Linked DNA regions of Oryctolagus cuniculus: region 2 is linked to region 1. Evidence: chromatin contacts called from public Micro-C data. All regions are on one chromosome and are shown on one strand. Each heading gives the region's core, a stretch centred on a gene start, on an enhancer-like site or on the middle of the called end of the contact. The rest is flanking DNA. Distances are from core to core; before and after follow the strand shown.

The links. A called contact is a pair of places that touch in the nucleus more often than the background predicts.
Region 2: a contact with region 1 is called in a Micro-C map of ear pinna, with 2.4 times the contacts expected there. The contact joins the promoter of CIB2 here to the promoter of ADAMTS7 in region 1. A contact is called at or near these places in 2 of 6 Hi-C or Micro-C datasets (ear pinna and an unstated tissue).

The regions. Positions count from the first base shown.
Region 1 is chr12:105,880,609-105,887,159 of mOryCun1.1, reverse strand. It overlaps ADAMTS7 (ADAM metallopeptidase with thrombospondin type 1 motif 7), which reads right to left and starts at 2,226. Exons shown (of 23, transcript XM_051834567.2): 1 at 1,880-2,226. The coding sequence starts at 1,979.
Region 2 is chr12:106,009,766-106,016,345 of mOryCun1.1, reverse strand. It overlaps CIB2 (calcium and integrin binding family member 2), which reads left to right and starts at 2,113. Exons shown (of 6, transcript XM_002721601.5): 1 at 2,113-2,295. The coding sequence starts at 2,245.

The DNA.
Region 1 (6,551 bases), core at 977-3,476:
ACTATCGTGTTGGAGCTGCTACCAGAAAAATGCCAACATGTTTATTTCCCCTATCAAGACCCTGAGTGACAGTCCAGCCCTTCAAATGACCCACAGCTCAGGCCACAAAGGAGAAACAACCAGGGGGGACGTATGAGCCATCCCCTGTGCCCCCTCCTATGCACAGAAAGACGTGCATGCCGGACTCATGCCTGCAATACAGCACGGGCGTAAGCCGTGCACACGGGGCTCACGTGCGCAATGCAGCATGGGATAAGGGCAGTACAGCCAGGTCCCAGCAAGTCCCTGGGTTTGTCAGATGTGGAGGAAAAAAAAATCGGGGCACATTTTTCCAAAAGTGACCCCAAGCCGCCCCCTTTGGCTTCAGAGATGGTAGCGTTCAGCGGGAAGAGCCGCAGGCGTAGGTCCTCAGCTCCAAGGAAAATAATAAAGAGGTCACTGGCCACGGGGTCAGGAATCATGAGTGACATCAGAATGCAGAGACCCGGTGCCACATATCTGTGGGGAGGGTGTGCCCAGATGAGGGAGGGGGTGGGGTGGGGGGAGTCCCTGGCCTGTCTCCACCCCCAACCAGCAGGATTCAACTCCGCCTCCTTACTCCCACGGGTCTAACAGCGGTCAGTAGTCCCTCCCCAAGCAGTAGACATTCAGTATCTCACCTGATCCTCCCCAGGCTCCTATGAGGTCCTGCCTCCTCCGGCCCCCTACCCCCATTCTCCTCACAGCTGCCAGGGGGCTGCACCCAAGTTCAGACCCAGGGGCAGTTCCCTGCTCCCTCGATGGCACCACCTGGCTCCCGGCTCACCAGTGCCTGCTCCGTGCAAGCAGCCCAGGAGCCCAACCCTAGGAATTCCCATAAAAGGGCTTCCCACCGCGTGCCTTGCGGGGTGGTTGGTGGTCATGATCAGCACGACTAAAGACTCTCAAATAAATGCCGGCTCCCTCTCCACCTCCTGTTTTGTCACCCCACTTCGTCACCAGCCAGTTCTCAATCTGGTGTTAGCGTCGTAGGCTCCTCCAGCCCGGGCGACTTCCAGACGCACAAGCCCGCGTGCACAGCGAGCTGGCCTAATCCCGGCCCCGGCTGATGCTGCCCCGGGGAGCCCGCGCCCGCTCCACACCCTTCCAGCCCCTGCGCGCCCCGGAGCCTCCTCCCCTACAAAGCCTTCCTACTGTCTCGCCATCCGATCCATCCCGCGAGGATCTTCCCAGGCCCGCTCCTCGGTTCTCCAGGAGCGCGGCCACACAGCGGGATCTGGACGCGCGCCAGGGGCTCGTCGGAGGCCGGCCGGCCCGCCGGGGCCGAGAGAGTTAACCCGGAGCCGGGCAAAGACGCCCCGGCCCCGCGCTCCACTCCCGGCGCCTTCGCTCTTGGGGGAGGGAGAGGCAGGAAGTGCAAGGGCGGCGCGAGACCCGGCCCCCCGCGCCGCCGAGGGCCCGGCCCGCAGCGTCGATGCGGTGGGCGGGGGCCGAGGCGCGACCGGGACCCGTGCGCCCCCTGCGCCCCGCGGCCCGGACAGCCCGCGCTCCGGACGACGCGCACGAAGAGGGCGCGGGGCGAAGCCGGTGCGGCTGACCCGCGCTCCGTCCAGTGCGCGCGGGACCCGAGAGGCGCGCGCGCTGCTGCACCCGCGGTGGCCGAGCAGCGGCCGGAGCAGCGGAAGAGGCTCCTTTCGGGCGACCGGCGGGGTCCACAGCGAGGTCGGGGTCTGCGCAGGGTTCCCCGGCGGGGTAGGTTCGCGCCCTGGCCCGCCCGACCCCACCCGGGTCCCTAAGCGCCAGGGCAGCGGGGATGCCCCCGGCTGCAGCCAGATCCGCAGGGGGGACGGGGGGCCACGCCGAGGCCGGGGTCGGGGGGCGAGGAGGGGCTGCCACTCACCTGGTGCGGGTCCGGGGGCGCCGCGCGCCAGGGCGCAGAGCAGCAGCAGGAGTGGGCGCAGCGGCGGCGCGGGGCTGCGGGGTCTCGGGCCGCCGGGCATGGCCGGGGCCAGGCGGCCGCCGGGCGACCCCGCGCGCGCGCTCTCGTCCGTCCCGTCCGGTGGCTGTCCGGTCCCGGGTTCGGCTCAGGACATGCCCGGCCCGACCGTAGCTCCCAGCGTCCCAGCCCCGACTCCGGCCCGGCGGGCGGCTGCGCTGGGTCCGTGGGCAACAAAGACTGCAAGGCCCGCCCCCTCCTCGGCCGGCTGCGGAGGCAAAGAAAAGACGAGAGAGCGAGATGGAGAGAAAGAAAGAAAGGGGGGGGAGCGCGGTGCCGGCCCTGCCCCGCCCCTCGGGCTCCTGACCCCGCCCCGCGCCTGCCTTCCCACCCCGCCCCGCCGGCCGCCCCCTGCTCCAGGGCGGGCCTCGGGGCGGGCGTGGGCAGCGCCCCCCGACGGACGTCCGACTGCCCAGCAGCCGAGGGCGCCCCCTGGCGGTAGAGCCGGGCAGGGCTTCCCGACACGGGAAGAATCTGGAATTTCTGCTTAGGGAGGGCGCTCTTTGGGGGTGCTCCCCACGCCAGCCAGGGACACAGGAGGCACCCTGAGGGTCCAAGGTCGCCCAGCGGGGCAGCAGAGGCGGCAGGGTCAGGAGGTAGATTCTGCTCCCAGGCCTGCGCGCTCCCCACAATTGCTGCCTGCGTCTAGCCCACAGCCCAGGGCAGGGGCCTCCTGAGAGCCTGGAGGCCGGCCAGCCCTCGCCTCACATCCCCGGCCAGACTCCGCCTCGAACACCGGCCATCTGTCCTTTGTGGCCCCAGCGCTGGCTCTGGCTTCCGCCTGAGGATCGCCCTCCCACCACCTCCCGCCTTCGCTGAACCCCGTGCACACGCATGCACACGGCCGCTCAGTGCAGCTAGCGTCTGCAAGGGGCACCTGCTCACTTTCGCCTCCCTCTGCACAGCGGAGCAGGCGCCACAGGCCACAGGCTCTGCAGTAGCCCCCACCAATCCCTCCCAGAATTTGCTTTGGGTGTCCCCCTCTTTCTGGGGCCTCCACGGCCCCCAACCCTCGATGTCAAACCGGTCTCATCTGCCTCCTGGTGGAGAGACTGATATCACCCCTCCAGAGAAGAGCTGTCCGCTCGGGCTCCACCCGCCCATCTGAGCCGTTTCTCCCTTCTCCGGGTTCTGCCCTCCTCGCCCTCTTGGTGTCACAGTCATAGTGCCCCCCCCCCAGCTGCCCAGTGACTTCCAGGTACACCTGCCTCCTCCCCCCTCCTCTGCTCGGTCCGCCTGGCACATCACCCACCGCCTCTGCCCCAGGGGTCTGCACGCCCAGCTGTGAACTCCAGGGCTGTGGAGAGGCCGGCTAGGAGAGGTGCTTTGAAAGTAGAATGCGGGCGTTCTACTTCTCCGCAGGGTAGAAATATTGGAGCTTTGACATCAGAATAAGAAACAGCCAGTAGGGGCCGGCGCGGTGGCAGGCGGGTAAAGCTGCCGGCTGGGGTGCCAGCATCCCATATGGGAGCCAGTTGCAGCCTAATGCCCACCCTGGGAGGCAGCAGAAGATGATCCAAGTGCTTGGGTCCCTGCTGCTGGCATGGGAGACCTGGGTGGAGCTCCTGGCTCCTGGCTCCAGGCTGGCCCAGCCCTGGCTGTCGTGGGCATTTCAGGAGTGAACCAGTGGATGGAAGACCTCTCTGTGCCAGTCTCTAATAAATAAATAGAAATTTCAGACAGAGCCAGTCATGTGAGGGTGAAAGGGAAAAGATGATCATGAACTCACAAGGTGTGATCCTGCAGGCCCAGCTACCGTGTCACCCCTTCCTAAACGTCTCTCTTGAGCTGTCTCGGAGCCCCCAGAGCCCCAAGGCCACAATCCCGCTAAGCCACTATGTTCCGCTAGGTCTGCCAGTCCCGCCACCCTGTGAGGTGCTAGATGCTGGTGATCCCAGCCCCCAGCACACACAGGAAACCCGAGAAACGCAGAGGGTCTGGGGCGGGGCCTGCACAGCCCTCCCCTTCCAATTCCACGTCCACCTCCCTTGCTCCTTTGGCAAGCTGCCCCGGCCAAACAGAGCGGAGCCTTCTGCAAAATGCAGCCCTTGAGCGTGCGCTTCCAAACCTTGAGTTGTGCTGGCTAACGCCAGTGCCACCTGCTTCTGTCTGTGTCCCCCATCCTGGCCTCCACGCTGTCCACACCCTGCTAAGCGCTCTTCACAGTTCTGTGGACGCTGAAAACAAATCTTTGAATGCCGCCTCTCCGGGAGCCTTTGCAGTCTCTTTGTGTTCCTCCGTGCACCTGCACCGTGCCCGTCTCCTGATGCTGATGAGCATTTAACTTCTTTCCCAAACCTCGCTGCTGCCGTCCACAAAGGGACATCTGTAGGTCCTTCGGTAGAACTGAGTCCTGTGTGGTGTTTCTGTCGCGAGCTTGCACGTTTGTCATTGAGAGATGGGCATTGCCAAATGCGTTGCATTATTTTTGGTGGGTCTCTTCCACCCTCATGAATTGCAAGAATTGCAAAATAATGGGAGAATGCTCAGTCAGGTTGCTGATTGCTATGCCAGGTGCCCAAAAATGTCCCCTCCTAAAACAACGCCGGGGACCCAGAGCCATCCGTCAGCTCACGGGTGGCCTCTCCTGCCTTCCTAGCTGCCACTTGGCGGTGGGAACGACTTGATGGAGGCGAATTGTAATGCTGAGTGAGCACAGTGCCTTGTGGGCCATCACCATGCCTTCCACGCAATTCTCCTCCCAACAGGACGTATTATTGGTATTATCTTCATTTTACAGATGGAGAAACTGAGGCAGGGAGAGGGGAAGTAGCTCACCTGGGTTCCCATATTTGGAAGTGCCTGATGCAGCACCTGCATCCCTAACCACTGCACAGCACCGCCTCCCTGGATGCCAGTGTGGGTTTCTATCTTCAGGGGGGTCTGTTTCTTCAAGGCCCCTCCTCTCTGGGCTCTGTCTGAGTCCGTCACACACAACCAGACGGGTGGGAGGGGGCCCCTCCCCTTCTCCAGGGACTTCTCAATGAACCACCTACTAAATGCTGGTTGCCCAGAGCCGTGGGGAGTTCCAAAGCGACTCTTGGTACTTCCTGGAGGAAGTATGCACTTCATCCCTAGCCCTCGAACCCCAGGGGGCTGGCTCCAGGAGGGAGACCCATCTGGGAGCCTGACCAAGGCTGGGCGTGCGTGCCCGGGCAGCCAGCCTCACCCAGCCTAGGCACAAATCTCACCACCCCTGGGTCTCTTCCCCCCCACCCCTGCCTCTGCAGCCTGGCTGTTGCCTTGGCTGTTTTCTTCTTTTGAATACTGTGTTTGTCTCTCCTTTTCATGCCATTGTTTTAGCAAAGAATGTTCCATATTCCCATGTCTGGAGATCATCTGAAAGCATTTTAGGCTTTTTCCATTGTATGCACCAAGTGTTTCAGAGCTCTTTCTGCCCCCATTTTTTGTCCTCTAACAACTTTTTCATGTGCTTTATTAACTTTCATAATGAAAATAGTTATTTCGACATTTGAAAACCAGAATCCTTGCTGGTAATAAGATGCTGGATAAGCTGAATTACATGGATCACTTTTTCTTCTGTTTTTTAAATCAATAAATGATTCCATGCCTTTATTTTTCCAACAAATACTTACTTGTGCTGCCTGCACTGGAGCTTAGAAGAGTAAAAACATCATGGACCTTATTATGAACTTGCCATTGCCAACATTTTAAATGAAGTCGGTTATGTAATTTGGGGCTTGGAAAGAATATTTTGAAGATGAAATCAGCATCAGAATCTATAGAGGGGAAAGTTCATGGGTGTGCCTGCGTGAACAGCAAAAACTTCTCTAAGTCATCAAACTCCATCAAGCCAATATCCAAAAAAAAAAAAAAATAATAATAATAGGAGACCTTAGAGAGATCAGAAAACACAGAGGGAAAGATTATTTGATAAATAAGAATCTTCTCAGAACAAAAGCACATGAATTTCTAGACGGCGAGGATTTGCTGGCGTGCAGCACCTGGATGGAAATGACCCACACCAAGAGTCAACGTCTTGATGCACCACAGACAATGCTGGAATATTAGAGAAAATTGCTTCCAGAGAACGAAGAGAAAATGGTGGCAAACTTTGCTCTGTGATTGGAATGGCACTAGAATTCTCCGCAGCAATGCTACGAACTAGATACCAACAAAGCAATGCCTTCCGGGCTCTGGGGGAATGGTTTTCAACGTAGAACTCATTTCCTACTCTCGGCCAAGTGTAAGGATGTAGAAAAAGGGCGCTGATGCTAAGACATGCAAGTTCTCAAGACCTTCACCTCCTCTGCACCCTTCCTGGGAAAGTCACTGCGGGATGAGCTCCACCAGGAAGAAGCAGCAAGCTCGGAGAGACAAGGTCACGGAATTGAGAAACAGGCGACCCAAAATACAAACGTAATGGAAGGGGTCCCCAAAGTGATAGCTAAGGAAAATTCTAAAATCACAACTGTTAAGAGGTCTGTGTCCAGATTGCATCAGGAAGTCAAAAATCTGTAGTGCAGTGGGTTAAGCTGCTGCCATCAATGCCGGCATCCCCCCAGCAGAACGCCGGCTCTAGTCCCGGCTGTTTCACTTCCCATCCAGCTCCTCG
Region 2 (6,580 bases), core at 864-3,363, 130 kb before region 1:
ACTGCCTCCCAGGGCGCGCAGTTGCAGGAAGCCGGAATTCGGAGAGCTGGGAGTCGAACCCAGGTGCTCCACTTGGGAATTTGGGCGCCTTAACCACCAGAGGACATATCCCGCCACCCCCGGAGAGGATATTTAAAGGGAATGTTCTAGTCAAGTCGGTGGCTTTGTCTCCAGGGAGAGGAGGGCCTCCCAGAACTGGAAACGCAGGCTGTGTGTGCAGCTTCTGGCTTTTCCACCTGGGACACCCGGCCTGCACACGAGCTGCGGGTGAGCAACTGTGCAAGAATGCGCCGGAGCAGGATCCCGGCTCGTCCTCCTCGGGCAACGCGGCATCCGAGGCGGGAACAGCGACACTTCTGTGAGCGCTTTTGTGCGGTTTGGAAAGGGCCCCAGCTGCCCCCGCTCCGACGTGGGCGCAGAGGGAACCGCAGGGCGAGAGAGCCTTTTCCAGGGCTTGACTCTGCCGGAAAACTCCGCCTTCTCGGCATTTCTGGGAATGCAGCCCTTTGCCCACAGCTGAGGCCCACAGCACGTGTCCACCATGAATGAAGGAAGCTGGGGCGGCCTCTGAAGACTGATTAACAATCCCCAGGGACGCTTAATTGCTTCCTGCCCATCGGAGAGCGATGGTGCATCTCCCAGGACGCGTGTGAATGAAACAGCAGGGCTGTGTCGCTGAGCAGCAAAATAGCACGGAACACTCCGCCCACCAACCTCAGGCAGGAAAGGGGACCCTCAGCCCCAGGGACCCGGACCCTCTGTTCCCATGGCAACCCACAACAGGGGCCCTGAGGCAGTGATTCTCAAAGTGTGGCCACCTGGGCCCAGCTCAGACCTACTAAGTCAGAAACCCTGGGGTACAGCTGCCCACGTGGTTTCCAGACCGCTAAGAAAAAGAACCACCACATCTGCAAGGAAGTATTTACCGGGGCTGGCCCTGTGGCATAACGGGTAAAGCCGCCGCTTCAGGTGCCAGCATCCCATGTGGGCGCTGGTTCTAGTCCCGGCTGCTCCACTTCTGATCCCGCTCCCTGTAATGCGCCTGGGAAAGCAGTGGAAGATGGCCCAAGTGCCTGGGGCCCTGCCACCCACATGGGAGACCAGGAAGAAGCTCCCGGCTCCGGATCCACCCAGCTTTGGCCCTCGGGCCCTTGTGGCCATTTGAGGAGTGAACCAGTAGATGGAAGATCTCTCTCTCTCCCTCTCTGTAACTCTTTCAAATAAATAAATCCTTTTAAAACATGATTTATCTCCCACCCACTGGTTTACTTGCCAAATGCCCACAACAGCCAGGGCCGGGCCAGGGCACAGGTAAGGAGCTGGGAACTCAACCTGGGTCGCCCATGTGGGTGGCAGGGACCACCTACTTGCGCCATCTCCTGCTGCCTCCCAGGGTGCGCAACCACGGGAAGCTGGATCAGAAGCGGAGCCAGGAGCCGAACCCAGGCACTGCCATCCAAGACAGGAGCGTGCCAAGCCACGCCAAACGCCCTCCCCAAACCACCTCTGACAGTTCCTGACCGGCCGGTGTGGAATGGCGGGGTTGACCCCACTGTCCGCTCCTGGGGTCCCCACGCCGCGGAAGCCTCGCATTGCACCAGCCCCCATGCTCTCCTCGTGTTAATCCGCCTTAAGCCAAATTAATTCTCTGGCGCAGGGGGGCCTCAGGTTGGGTCCTCCCCGCAAGGCACCTGCCCTGAAAGCGCCCGACCGCGCAGGTCCTTCGTCCTCGCAACCGCCCACGTCGGCATCCCTGAGCCCAGCAAATCCGCCCTGAGGAACCCCCGAGGGCCTCGGTCAAGGGCGCGCTCGGCTTCCCCGGACCCTGGAGGTCACGCCGCGGCGGCCCCCTCCTCGGCGGGAGGCACCGGGCAGGCGCACGGTCTCGCGGCCACCAGCCCCTCGGCCTGCTCCTCACACCGGCTGCACCCCTGGGCGGCTCGCCCGGCCCCGCACCGGGCGCTGCGGCGGCCGCGGGGCGCGCGCGGACAGGGCCGCCCCCTTGTGGGCACCGCGCGCGCCCCGCGGAGCGGAGCCGGGCCGGGCCGGGCGCGCGCCGCTGCGGCCGCCGGGGGCGGAGTCACCGCCGCGCGCGCCCCCTCGCGGCGAGCTGCGGGCCGAGGCGGGGCGAGGCGGCGGGGCCGGGCGCCGTGGGACGCTGCCCGCCGCGGGGCCGGCGAGGGCCGCGGGGCTCCGGCGGGCGCGGATGGGAGGCTGGCGGGCTCGGACGGCGCGGCGGCCACCATGGGGAACAAGCAGACCATCTTCACCGAGGAGCAGCTGGACAACTACCAGGTGAGCCCGGCGCGCCCGCCCAGGCCTCCCTCCGCGTTCACCTCGCGGCGTGACCTTGGCGCGGGGACTCCCCCCTGGCCGAGCCTCAGTTTCCCCAATTGGGAGATCGTCCGAGGCGCGCCTTGCTGCGAGTATGCAGTCTCCATGACTCCCTGGCCCCGGGGCTGGACCCGAACCTGCCTCCAATCCCCCCCGGGCGGAACCTGCCCCAGCCAGGTACCAGCCTCCCCACACTGCCCCTCTAAGCTCCCTCTGACCCCCGCTCCCCCCCCCTTTAGATCCTTCCAAGGCTCCCAGCCTCAGGGCCAGCTGTCCACACCGGGACCCCCATTGCCTCCCACCCCTGCAAAAAACATATTCTGTGGTCGCGGGGTGAAGTGCAGCCCCCCGGGCTTGCCCTGGGCCCGGGCCGCTGCCCAGTGGCCTCCACAGCCTCAGTCTCCCCAGCCCCTTGCCTGGCCCCTGCACCGCAGCAGCCTCAGGACCCCCACCCACCAGGCCCCGGGCCCCCTTCTCTGCCCTCTGATGGCTTCCCTGGCTCCCGCGGGCAGAGGGCCCGGGACTGTGGCGTCGCCTGCCCACCTGGAGGACACAGCTCCAGCAGGGTCTCCCTACCTGCCCGTTGCCTTCGTGAATGGTTATCTCAGCGCAAGGAGAGTGGGCAGCGTGAGGCCCCCGATGTGGGTGGAGGTAAAATGCAGACCCGCTTTCTGCAAGCCGGGGTTGTCCGTCACTTCCCAAGAGCAGAGAGCCCTGTTTAGTGAGCACCTGCTGTATGCATGCATACATACAGCTGTGGCCGCTGCCCTCATTCGATGATCGCAGCGAGGGCATGGTTAGCCCCATTGAACAGGGGAGACCACAGAGGCTGAGAGGCACCCAGTGCCTCGCGTGGCAGGGCTCACCCAGGAAATGGAGCTGTGGGTCCGAGGCTGGCCTGCCCCGTGGGTGCTTCCAGGCCTCAAGAGACAGGGTGTTGCCTCCAGTGGGGCCCCGGTGTGGGGCTGGGGCTGGAGTGTGTCCTGGGGGGGCAGGGGTGGGCAGTGGAGGCCAGCAGAGGAGAGGGCTCCGGCTTTGCCTGCAAGGGTTAGAAACAGGCCGCCTTAGAGCAGGCCCTTGGAAATGGGTGGGCTTTTGCCCAGCAGGGACCACGAAGAGGCATTCCAGGTTGGAGGAGGGGGCACAGCTTGGATAAAGGTGGCCCCAGGAAGCAGGCAGCCTGTAGGGATAGAGAGCCTGGGTTCCCACTCAGACCAGCCCGGCATTGGGTTACCCACTCGAGGCTTTGCCAGGCCGGGTGGGAGAAATGAGAGCTGTGAAACCTTAGAGCCCCCACCGCCTTCCCCGGCCTCTCCTGCCAGCTCCAGGCCAAGGGGCCGGGGCGGGGGAGGGGGGCGGAGACCCTGAGCACAGCCCCCTCCTCGTCTTGGGATTCCCCAGCCCGGGGGGCTCCCCATCCTAGCCCAGCACCCTCTCCCTGTGGCCAGTTCTCCTGGTGCCCACCCCCCCTTTGCCATCCTCTGCCCAGGCCAAGCCTCCCCCCGGCCCCCTGCCTGGCATCCTCCTCACAGCCCGTTCAGCTGGCAGTACCCAGCGGGCCCCGGGTGCACACACACACCCGCAGTCTGTCTGGTGGTCGCAGAGGGTTAGGCTGGGTCGCGTCCCTGGTTCCCCTCCAGCTCCCTGTCTGTGTGGCCCCTGCCCAGGCGTTGAAGAAGACCTGGGGATGCTATCGGATGAATGAATGAATCCTGGGCTCTGGGAGGCCAGGAGACCCCACACAACTCTTCTCAAGCCTTGGGTTGGAGTCGCACCCGGGCGGTTGGAGCTGTGTGGCCTCTCGGGCCACTGCCCTCTCCTGGGCCTCAGCGGCCCCCCCTCTGAAGTGGGAGTAACTGCCCACCCCACTAAGTCATGGGACTGGGCTCTGGTGGGAGCCCCTGAGGTGCCGGTGCAGCTGACCTGTTGCGGCATGGTGTCGGCTGGCAGTGCTGCGGCAGGTGGCCGGTGGCTTCCACCCCGGCCGCTGCGGGCTATGGCTTGGCTCCTGCCTACTGGTGGGGGCAGACCAGGCGCATAGGAAGCAGGAAAAGGTAGCCCTCCTGGGAGAACTTCTGAGAATGGGGGGGGATTTGGACAAGCTGGAGGAGGAGGAGGGGACTCCGGGCAGGGGACAGAGCGAATGCAGGCTTGTGGCGGAGCTCAGTCCTACTGGGAAGACGTCGGGGGTTCCCCTGGCAAGCCCAGCCTGTGCTGTGTCCTGCACCCACCGTCCTGAGGGCCCAGCTCCTTGGCGAGGTCCCCTCGTTCCTGCCCCTCACCACCCTGACCTGGGCTGGAACCTTTGCCTGTGTCCCTAGGAGCTGTCAGGAGCAACGTGCTGACCGGCGCGGAGTATGAGGGGACCTGGAAATGGAATTCAAAGATGTATTTCTTTATTTGTTTGAGAGGCAGTTGGGGACCAGCGTTGTGGCATAGCAGGTAAAGCCGCCACCTGCCATGCTGGCATCCCCATATGGGCACCGGTTCGAGTCCCAGATGCTCTGCTTCTGATCCAGTTCTCTGCTATGGCCTAGGAAAGCAGTGGAAGATGGCCCAAGGACCTCTGCACCCATGTGGGAGACCCGGATGAAGCTCCTGGCTTTGGATAGGCGCAGATTCAGCTGTTGCAGCCAATTGGAGAGTGAACCAGCGGATGGAGGACCTCTCTCTCTCTGCCTCTCCTTCTCTCTCTATGTAACTCTGACTTTCAAATAAATAAATCTTAAAAAAAAAGAGAGAGAGAGAGAGAGAGCTAGGCAGATGGAGAGAGCACCCATCCACTGATTCACTCCCCAAATGCCTACCACAACCGGGGCTGGGACAGGCAGACACTGGGAGCCAGGAGCTCCACCCAGGTCTCCCACGTGGCTGGCAGGGACCTGACTGCTTGAGCCATCACTGCTGCCTTCCAAGGTGTACAGAACAGGAAGCTGGCATTAGGAGTGGAGGGGACCCAGGACTCAAAACTCAGGCGCTCCAACTCGTGGTGTAGACATTTTGGCGGCTTAACACCTATGCCAGATGCCTGCCCTGTAAGTTTATCTTGATACAAAAGAAAAAAATTTTTAAAAATCCACGCATATAAAAGATATTCAGAAAGTTCATTGAAAATATGTATTATAAAAAATTATTGATTTCAAAAATTTTTGCATCAAAATGAACTTACCTTTTAATTCCACTTGCTACAAGCCCCACAGTGACTCCCAGGAAAACAGGCCAACACTTGGAAAGCAGAGCGGCCGTAAGTGAGCAGGCGCATAGCAGCTCTGCCCCCAGTACTGAAGTCAGGAGCCGGCCGTTGCCGGACATTTATCCGGGGAGCCAGGTGAGGCCAACAGGGGCAGTGCCTCCCGTGAGCTCTTCCGTGGCCGCGGAGGTGGCAGCTGCTTGGCAGGTGTGCGGGGCAGTCTGCTCACTCATCCCACCAGCGGCGGTGAAATCGCAGCAGAAGGAGGACAAGGTGTGGCTGGTGTGTGACGATCGTGGGTGGCCTGCGGCTGTCTGCAGTGGTCAGGGAGGACACAGGCCTGAGAGCAGGTCCCAGCCCTCCTGTGCTGTGTGTGCACCTCAGGGCCAGCTGTTCAGGTTTGCTGGGCCTCGACTTTCCCGTCTGTCAAACAGGAAGACAGCCACTTCCCCCGTAGGCTAGGAGGGGGATGTTCCGAGCCCCATGTGCCAGGTGCGCCGTCACACATGCGGCTCCCAGCCCGGCCAGCACACTGGAGTCACCGGAGTGGCTGCCGGGACCGCTGGTGCCTGGATCAGGGGCTGCAGAGGGGTGGTGGGGGAGGGGGCACAGGTATCACAGACAGCTCCCGCAGAACAGGGCACCTCACACCTTAGCCAAGGTCTGCATCACAGGGAGGGCCTTTTAAAATGCACTCAGTTTCTGACTCAGGAGATCCTGGGTGGGGCCAGAGAATCTGCATTTCCACCAGGCTCCCCGGGGCTGCTGGTGCAGCTGGTCCAGGACCCTGCCTTGAGGGCCGCAGGTGCAGAGACGGACCTGCCTGGGACCAGGGGCAGGGTTATGGAGGGTGGGGGGAGCTCTGGCAGTTCTTGCCCACACAACGCTCGGGTCAGGACCCAACCCAAGAGAAGGGAGGGGAGAATGGAGCAGGAACCCGGACTGCTCCCTCCTCCCAGTCTGCTGGGAGGGGGAGGGCCCTGGCCCTCCCTTCCCCCCACTGGACTCCTTTCGGCTCCAGGGCCAGCTCTGGGGTGGAGGGAAGCCCACAGCTGG